2 separate regions of the Zea mays genome follow, and region 2 is linked to region 1. Evidence: chromatin contacts called from public Hi-C data. All regions are on one chromosome and are shown on one strand. The core of a region is the stretch at or near the end of the contact, and the rest is flanking DNA. Distances in the headings are between cores, read along the strand shown.

Evidence for each region. A called contact is a pair of places that touch in the nucleus more often than the background predicts.
Region 2: a contact with region 1 is called in a Hi-C map of tassel, with 4 times the contacts expected there. The contact joins two enhancer-like sites. A contact is called at or near these places in 12 of 25 Hi-C or Micro-C datasets (bundle sheath, ear, endosperm and 5 more).

What each region holds. Positions count from the first base shown.
Region 1 is chr1:222,425,447-222,429,621 of Zm-B73-REFERENCE-NAM-5.0, forward strand. LOC100274157 (Transducin/WD40 repeat-like superfamily protein) reads left to right here. Exons shown (of 10, transcript NM_001148535.2): 5 at 506-640; 6 at 737-841; 7 at 933-1,024; 8 at 1,107-1,212; 9 at 1,293-1,379; 10 at 1,482-2,144. The coding sequence ends at 1,895. Among protein-coding and RNA genes, the nearest start is that of LOC100274157, 11 kb to the left of the region's middle. Within about 2 kb of position 2,250, at least 10 of the 20 cell types and tissues checked have an H3K27ac peak or open chromatin away from gene starts, as enhancers often do. A contact at or near this core is called in ear, leaf, seedling and 1 more, where this site is marked.
Region 2 is chr1:222,528,396-222,532,570 of Zm-B73-REFERENCE-NAM-5.0, forward strand. No RefSeq gene overlaps it. Among protein-coding and RNA genes, the nearest start is that of LOC542569, 49 kb to the left of the region's middle. Within about 2 kb of position 2,181, at least 17 of the 20 cell types and tissues checked have an H3K27ac peak or open chromatin away from gene starts, as enhancers often do. A contact at or near this core is called in ear, leaf, seedling and 1 more, where this site is marked.

The DNA of each region.
Region 1 (4,175 bases), core at 1,000-3,499:
ATGATGATATACATGATAGGTTAGGGGAGCACTAATTGAAGAAAAGCTTGTCTAACATCCATTGATATGGTTTGGATATGTCTAGGACTTCCGAGGCGCCAGTGCGTAGTCAGTTCCTAAGGCGTGATAGCAATGGGATGAAGGAAAGAGGAAGACCAAAGTTGATATAGGAAGAGGTGGTAAAAGAAGACTTGAATGGATGGAATATATCCAAGGATTTAGCTTTGAATAGGAGTGCATAGAAAACAGCTATCCATATTTCCTAACCTTGACTTGTGGGTTATGTTGGGTTTTTAACTCTAGCCTACCCCAACTTGTTTGGGACTAAAAGGCTTTGTTGTTGTTGATGATGATGCAAGGGGTGTTGTAGCATTTGTGTAAGGGGATATGAAGAGCTCTTTTAATTCAAGTTTATATTACAGCTTGTTGCACACACTGAAAGATCAGAAGAGCCAATCCACATATCACCTTCTCAATGAATTTTGCATGATGTGTTGTTTCGCAGCTACGGAACCTAGTGTGGGCAACCACGAAACATGATGTTTATACAATGCATGATCAATCAGTGACACACTGGTCCTCACTGGAGCAGACAAGCACTGAGCTAATCAATGCCGATGATTGCATCGTCCCAAAACAGGTATATAACCTTTTATATTTTCTGGCGTTAAATATTTCTGTGCAGGTTCATATTCTTTTGGGTTTGGTCTCAAAGTATTCATTTTTGTTGTTGCAGAGGGGCCATGGTTCACAGTCAGTGGCAATGGTTCAGGTCACAACAATGGCCGTGGATAGTAATTTATTGGTAGTTGGTGGCTTTCAAGGGGAGATTATATGCAAGGTATTTTTACTGTGCAAATATTCTCCTACTTTGGTCTGTAGTAACTCATGACAGATAGTAAATCTGACATTTTTTGTTTTTTTTTTTCTAGCGTTTGGATGATGAGGGGGTTGTTTACAGCACAAGGGTTACAGATGATGAAAATGCAATCACTAACTCTTTAGAGATGTATCAGGATCCGAGGTAAGATTCAATGCTTTTCTGAGTCAGATATCTTGTACATTTTGACTTGAGTTAACAGTTTGATTATGAATGTATATTTCAGCGGATCTAGAAGGTTGGTGGCTGCTAACAATGACTGCTCCATCAGGATTTTTGACACCGAGTACTTTGACCTCCTCAAGCACTATGTCTTCCCTTGGTCCGTGAATGTAAGTAGGCTGGCCCTTAACTGTTTTATGCCCTGTAGTTTCATCCTCTTATTTGGCTGCTAAGTTTTCTTCTCCAACAGAGTGTTTCTGTGAGCCCGAATGGGAAACTCTTTGCTGTCCTGGGAGATCATGAGGATGGTTGTGTGGTGGATCCCAAGTGTGGCAAGGTAAGTGAATGGATTTTCTTTTCTTCTATTACTTTTGCAGGGCACATGGCTATATCAGTATGTTGTTGGTCCTAATATTCAACACACACATATATTGTGTAGGCAATTGGCTCTCTCAGGGGTCACTTGGATTACTCATTTGCATCTGCATGGCATCCTGATGGCAATATCGTGGCAACTGGGAGTCAAGACACTACATGCAGGCTATGGGACATCAGGAACCTATCCCAATCAGTAGCTGTGCTTGGTGGAAGGATGGGCTCAATTCGGTGTGTGAAGTTCTCTTCAGACGGGCGCTTCCTTGCAACAGCAGAGCCCGTAGATTTTGTCCACATGTACGATGCTTATGCGGACTACAGCAGATCTCACGAGATTGACTTGTTTGGCGAGATTGGAGGTTTAGCATTCAGCCCTGACACCGAGGCCTTCTATGTGGGCCTTGCGGACCAGACGTACGGAGGCATGATCGAGTTCAGCAAGAGGCACCAACATCATTACTTGAACTCCTTGTGGTGATAACCACTTGAGCGGAAATTTGGTCGCACAGCTGTTGGACCCCATTGTTGCATTGTGTGCTCCAGAGGAGTGCATGGTCCTACAGAGGAGGATCTCATGAGTGCATGCAGAAGTGTATAAAATTCTGGGGGGTTTCTTTCCCTGTTGCTAGTAATCTGGGTTTTGTCGCTCGACTCGTGGAACTGAAGGCGGTAGCATATGTATAGCCTTTCTGTTTCTCGACACCTAACAATGTACATAGTTTGTGTCAGGATATTATCTCCCCATTCACCGTCTGCCTGACATGTAGTAGTAGGTTGGAGTTTTATGGCTTCCGAATCGGGAGCCCTGCATGAGTCCCAGCATTGCTGTCTGCGGCAACTACTGGTCGGCACCTTGTACGTCGCTGTATCAGCAGTTGTATCAGCACATTGTTGGTCCTTACGCTGCAGTTGCAGCATCAGCACCAGCAGTGGTTGGTGGTTGATTGTCCAGTGACCAATGTGTAGGAGAGGAAATGTGACAGGCGTCCTACAGGTTACGCAGGTCGTTTTCTTGGCGAAAGTTGGGGCTAAAAGCTGAAGTAGCTACTAGCTAAAAATCGATACGCAGTTCGTTTTCTCGCGAAATTCGGACTAATTTAGACTAATTTTTAGTCTCAAATAGTACTATCTAGTCAATTATTGCTATTTCAGTTTTTAGCTCCGACTAGTACTGCTTACTGGTATTGGGTTTCTCCTTCCTAAAAGCATCAGTACCACTTCCTCTTTCTAAAAGTATCCGGGTTCGCCACCATTACTTCCTCTGCACAATCAAGTCTATTCTCCTTCTCCCTGTAAGTAGCAACACAACTTATTTTCACCTCTTCTACACGTTGTCTCCACCGCAAGCTCCTTCAGTTTCTTCTCCATCTTCTCCTAGTCCTCTGCATCCCACTTTATTTTCTCCATCCACTCTTTGTCTTTCTGTGAGATCTCAGTGTCAATCCACTACTCAAAATCACAGAGCGGTGGAAGAGTCTACAGATTATGCAACTCTTAGACGCCAAATAAATCATGCATCAATTCGTATGAAACAAGATAAATGGTACACTATAAAATTCTCACCATCAAGTTAATGCAATGTTGAGCAATTGTTGGCTGATAAACATAGTTGGCACACATCCAATACCTCTGCCTGCACGTGTCCTCTTCGTCGGACTTGGCTACCATGCACGGATCACTACAAAAACACATAGGCACTGAAACACCACTAGACAAAGGCAGCGGGTCGAAGACATTTCCGTCAATGGATCCTTCCTAAAATTAAATTTGTTTATGAAAGGATCACGATGCTTAAGAGGGGGAATGGGTGAATTGGGGTTTTCTAAATTTCTTGCAAACCATTAAACCCAAAACAAGAGCCCAACTTCACCCAACTACTTAACTAGATTAGCTAAATCACAAAAGATAGGAAATGCTAAACAAATCCTAAGTCATTATAGTAAATACTAGGAATGAAAATACTCAAAGTAAATTGCTCAAAGTAATTGTGGAATGTAAAGCAAGGACAAGAAAACTTCTCCGAATTTTTCACGAGGTATTGAAGAGTCGACACTCTACACTAGTCCTTGTTGGATCACCCATGCAAGGGTATAACTCCCCCTTAGTCCTCGGCTCCTCGCAAGGACCAAGTGCTCACTATGAGATGATCCTTTACCTCTCCGGCGTGATGCCTCACGACCACGAACAAACTTGAGTCGGGTCACCAACAAATCCTCAGGGGTGATCACTGCTCCAAATGCCACTAAGCCATCTAGGTGATGCCGATCACCAAAAGTAATAAGCCATAGACTTTCACTTGACCAAGAGAAGCCTAATGCATGTGGTGTGTACTCTAGGTGGCTCTCACTTGCACTAATGAGGACCTAATGCGGGATTATGATTTTGCTAATCACCTCACTATGAAACATGGTCTTGCAAACTCAATGCAATGAATGCTAGGTGGTTACGGCAACAAGACACTTACTATGGCTAGTGGAAGGAGTATAAATAGCCCAACCACCAAAACTAGTCGTACTGTGTTGCACTGCTCGTGGGTCCACCGGATAGTCCAGCGCGCCACTAGTGCGCCACCAACGACTAGTTCTAACAACTAGCCATTAGACATAGCAACCAACGGTGTGCCACTAGTGCACACCAGACAGTCTGGTAAACGATCTCATACAAGGCGCAAAAACATACTCTCTGTGTTGAACGTTCGGAGAGCCACCGGACAATTTAGTGCACCACCGGACAATCCGGTGCACCCAAACAAGCAACA
Region 2 (4,175 bases), core at 931-3,430, 100 kb after region 1:
ATTCTCCCCATATCGCTTCTTTTAGTAGTTTCAAATATATTTTAGATTTTTCTATTCAATCATACATAAAGTATTGTTGTTAATATATGTACTCCTCCATATATGACATAGGAACAAATTCAAGGAAAATAGATCAAAATATGGGACCTGATCAGGATCCAGAACTGTTGAATGTAAGGCATACTGGATAATAGAATTGCCATTTTTTCAATAATTTGATTATCTGAATATTTTTCTAAACGGTTTTTACACAGACAACTTTGGATGAAAGTATTGGTGTTAATATGCCATAACAACATGCTGTAACCAATAAGATGAATGCTGGTTTTCAAACTACGGACACTTTGTTGATGCAAGGAGGATATACAAGTCTTTTACTTGGAGTTGATTCGTATGCTTCAGCTACTCGAGAGTTACATTTTGATGCCTCACATAATCGCACCACATGAGTAGTAGTCATTCATTTATAGTTTTTATGTAATCTTGAAGTGTAATACTCTAGTTGCACTGTTTTGATGTCAATAGAAATGAGATATTTGAAAGCATTCATATAAATAGATTTTATCATTTCTAAAAGCGTAAATGCAATAGTTGATGTAATTTTAGGCATTTCATTTCCTTCAGTGTTGGCACTTAACAATTTGTTGCCCAAAAAGTCTCAAACTTCTAGAGTGGATGCTAAAGCTACTAGCTGCATAACAACCCTGTTCCTCGAACCATTTTGTAACTGGAAAGAGGAAATTTCAACAACAATTTAAGATGAAGCAACTTGGACAGATCAATATCCCCACGCCCTAGCCAGTTGGGGAGCACCACCACAGCACCAACTGTCGCCGCCCAGAGTCGTCTTCTCTCCCTCCCATCCCCTGCACTGGGATTAAAAGAACAGTTGAAGCTGCGAGAGAGAAACAGAACTTTAGCCGAAGCTAGCAGTAAGAGGCTAGCGAGCCGAAGCTAGCAAGAAGATAGTGGGCTATGGATGGAAACGGCCGGGTGTCTTGTTTATTTGAGATTTGTGTGGGATCAAACACGTGTCATCAATCGAAAGGAGCCTGCACAATCGCAGCTTTGCAGACGGCTGTAGCCAATTTTTTTCCGAATCTGTGGGGGCCTACTTTTCCTTTTTTTCCTAAGAAAACGTCAACCGCCCTACTTTTCCTCTTAGAAAACGTCAAGGGCCCATCCTTTGCATGCGGCCATGCAAGTCAGCCACAAGTAAGGGGTTGCATGCGACGGAATCTGCATGGCCTACTTTTTTTCTAAACGTGCATGCGGCTGGCGGTGCTGCTCGTGGCTGCACCACCGCGGTCATCTCCGTGCGCCACCGGATTACGCTGGCGCTGTCGATGCTGCTCGCGGGACGGTGATATACTCGGTGAATTGGAATCGTAGATCCACTCAAGATTTCATACCGTGATTCCTGATTCGACGAATGAGAACAAAGTCTGTCGCGTAGGAGAGTTCGGCAAGGCCGGGGGACCTGCCGGCGTGATGGAGAGTCGGTGTCGATCAGATCCACGAGTCGGGGTAGAGCAGTGCTGATGATGTGTTGAACAACGTAGTTGTCGTAGATCCCCGATCCGGACTCCGAATCCTCCCAACAGCAGTAGGGACGCGATAAGTTGTAGAAGTCTGCTCCCTTCTCAATACACAGAGGAACAATAGATACAGTGGATGAAAGTTCTTTCTATCCTCTCTTTATTATGATATATATATATATATATATATATATATATATATATATATATATATATATATATATATACTATGACCCCGATGATAATTTCGATATTAGTCCATTAAACATTTTTTAGGCTTTCTCAACACTCGAAACGTCTTCCTAGGTCAGAGGGCAGATGGAAATGAATCCGGTGGAGTACACGTCGCAGCGTCGGCCCTGACCTGTCCGGCTCTGTGGCAGGGCCTGGCGTCTCTACTCGCAAGTCGCAAAGGCAGAGCGGCAAAGCGGCGGCCGTTGAATTGAATGGAATGAATATGTTTGTCCACATGTGCGTGGCGTTGTCGCGTCAAGCAGCCTGACCACGTTGTGGCTTCCTGACTTTGCAGCCCATGGGCTGCTTTTCGTGAGAAACAAGCTTCATGGGCTACTTATGTAGAGTGATGGCGACGATTAGCAGAAATAAGCCTCATGGGCTACTCACAAGATACACTTGAGACACCCACGGGAATCTTCGGCAGGCCGTCTTGAGCTACGCTGCTTTGTATGTCACACACAGCATGGGCGAAGGCCCCATGGGTTCGTTCTTCGTTGCTCGGAAGCTCTTTAGCGTCCAACTGGTCGGAGGCCATATTAAATGTGGGCTTTGCTAATAGTAGACACATGCGTTGATCAAGTCGGCCCAAGTACCTTGCCGACCAAAATTAATGAGCATGAATAGTGGACAACAAGAAACATGCTCTCTTTTATGGGCCATCGCACCATGTACATTTAAAAATTCGAACAGTCAAATGCCCTTTTATTTATTTTTTAATTTTTTCGTATGACATATGAAACATGGGTTTGATGACGCTGTGGCAACGAAGGTTCTTATGTTGGAGCTTGGTTATGATTGTTTCAGATAGATCGTTTGTTATGTTTTTATGTTGGAGCTTTGGTTATGGTTGGTTCAGCTATGTTAGTTTTATGATCAATACAATCTCTGTTTTTAATCTGTTTGCTATTATGTTTTTTGTGAAGTGTAGTAATTTCCCACAGGATTTTGTTGTTCTTATTCTAGGGTGTTATATTTCTTTATATTAATATTCTTAAATAATGCCCTGCTCTTAATAAGTTCAGTTATCAGTTTTTGATAATTTACCTCGGATGCTTCAGGACTATGAAACCTAGAAGTAAACAGGTGCGTTTCAAATATACCATGATTAAAACATATCTCTTCTCTTGAGATGAGCAATATGGTTGTATCCCTTACTCCCTCTGCCTGCATTGTGATACATCGATCGTTTGTATTTGTGCTCTAAAGTATATTTTCATTTTTATGAAGCAATTGATATATCTTTTATTTTGTTATTTAGATTTGGTGCTTAATCAATCTATACTTCAAATAACTCAGCTAAGACAGTTTGCTCACTGATAATTTTATGTACTGAGGATATTTTTCGTTTGTAACAATGCTTACTACTGGAAACAGAAACATAACAAAAAGTTTCTCCACAGATTATAGTAGTAATATTATGCTGCAGGGGTGTCAGTTAATGTGTGGATGGATCTGGTCGGTGTCCGGCGAATTCTAGCTACTCAATTCTCCGATACAAAGAACACAAGAGAGTGGAACAGAATGACAAGGAGGTGCGGGTTGCATGTGCACGTGGGATTGACAAAGAGAGAGAGAGATAGAGGATCGTATTCGTACCATATCGGAAGGGCAGCGGACGTGTTTGGCCAGGGTGATGATATGGGAATATATATAAGAACCTCCCGTCAGTGAAGTTATGCTGCATTGCATGCATTCTGCTGCACTGCACTGCACTGCACTGCATGCTGTCCTGCAGTGCTTCCGTTGTGGAACTGACCGGCCAACCGTGATTGATTGAAGGAAGAATCGCAGTCTCAGTCTCAGCCTCAGGTGCTACCGACGATTCCGTTTTCGTGTGACGGACGAGGGAGGTGTGCTGGATGCAGAAAGAGTGGAAGAGACGGGGCGGTGCGGTGCGGATCCGTGGCGCCGGCGGCACGCGCGCGGGACTCAAAAGCAGCGAAGAAGAGACCGATTGCGCACGTGCGACTGCGCGAGCAGAGGCGCCCGGCCGACAACGCGTACGTCGGATCGGAGTCGGAGTCGGCCGAGAAAAAGCAAAGCGGCGTGCAACTAGCGGAGCCGTCGAGCGTTGCGGCGATATTTACGCCGCGCCCGCCTCTGGCACTGGCTACAGTGCATGACGTGTTCGTGTCTTGTCGCGTACCGAGCCGTCGTGCGTTTCTGAGTCAACCGGCCCCGGCCTGCCTGCGGTGAGGCAGACGGGTGGTGCGGCCGTGTAGGAGCAGGAGCAGGACAGTGCGATGCTGACGCTCCCTTGCTCCCTTTCCAGGTAAGAGGCAGAGGTACCCCCGAATCGGGATGTTGTTGATGCAAACAATTGTAGTAGAGTACTAGAGTACCCTACCCCCGGCGCCGCGGCGCGGGTACAGTTACAGTCCCACGGGGCTTTCTGCTCCA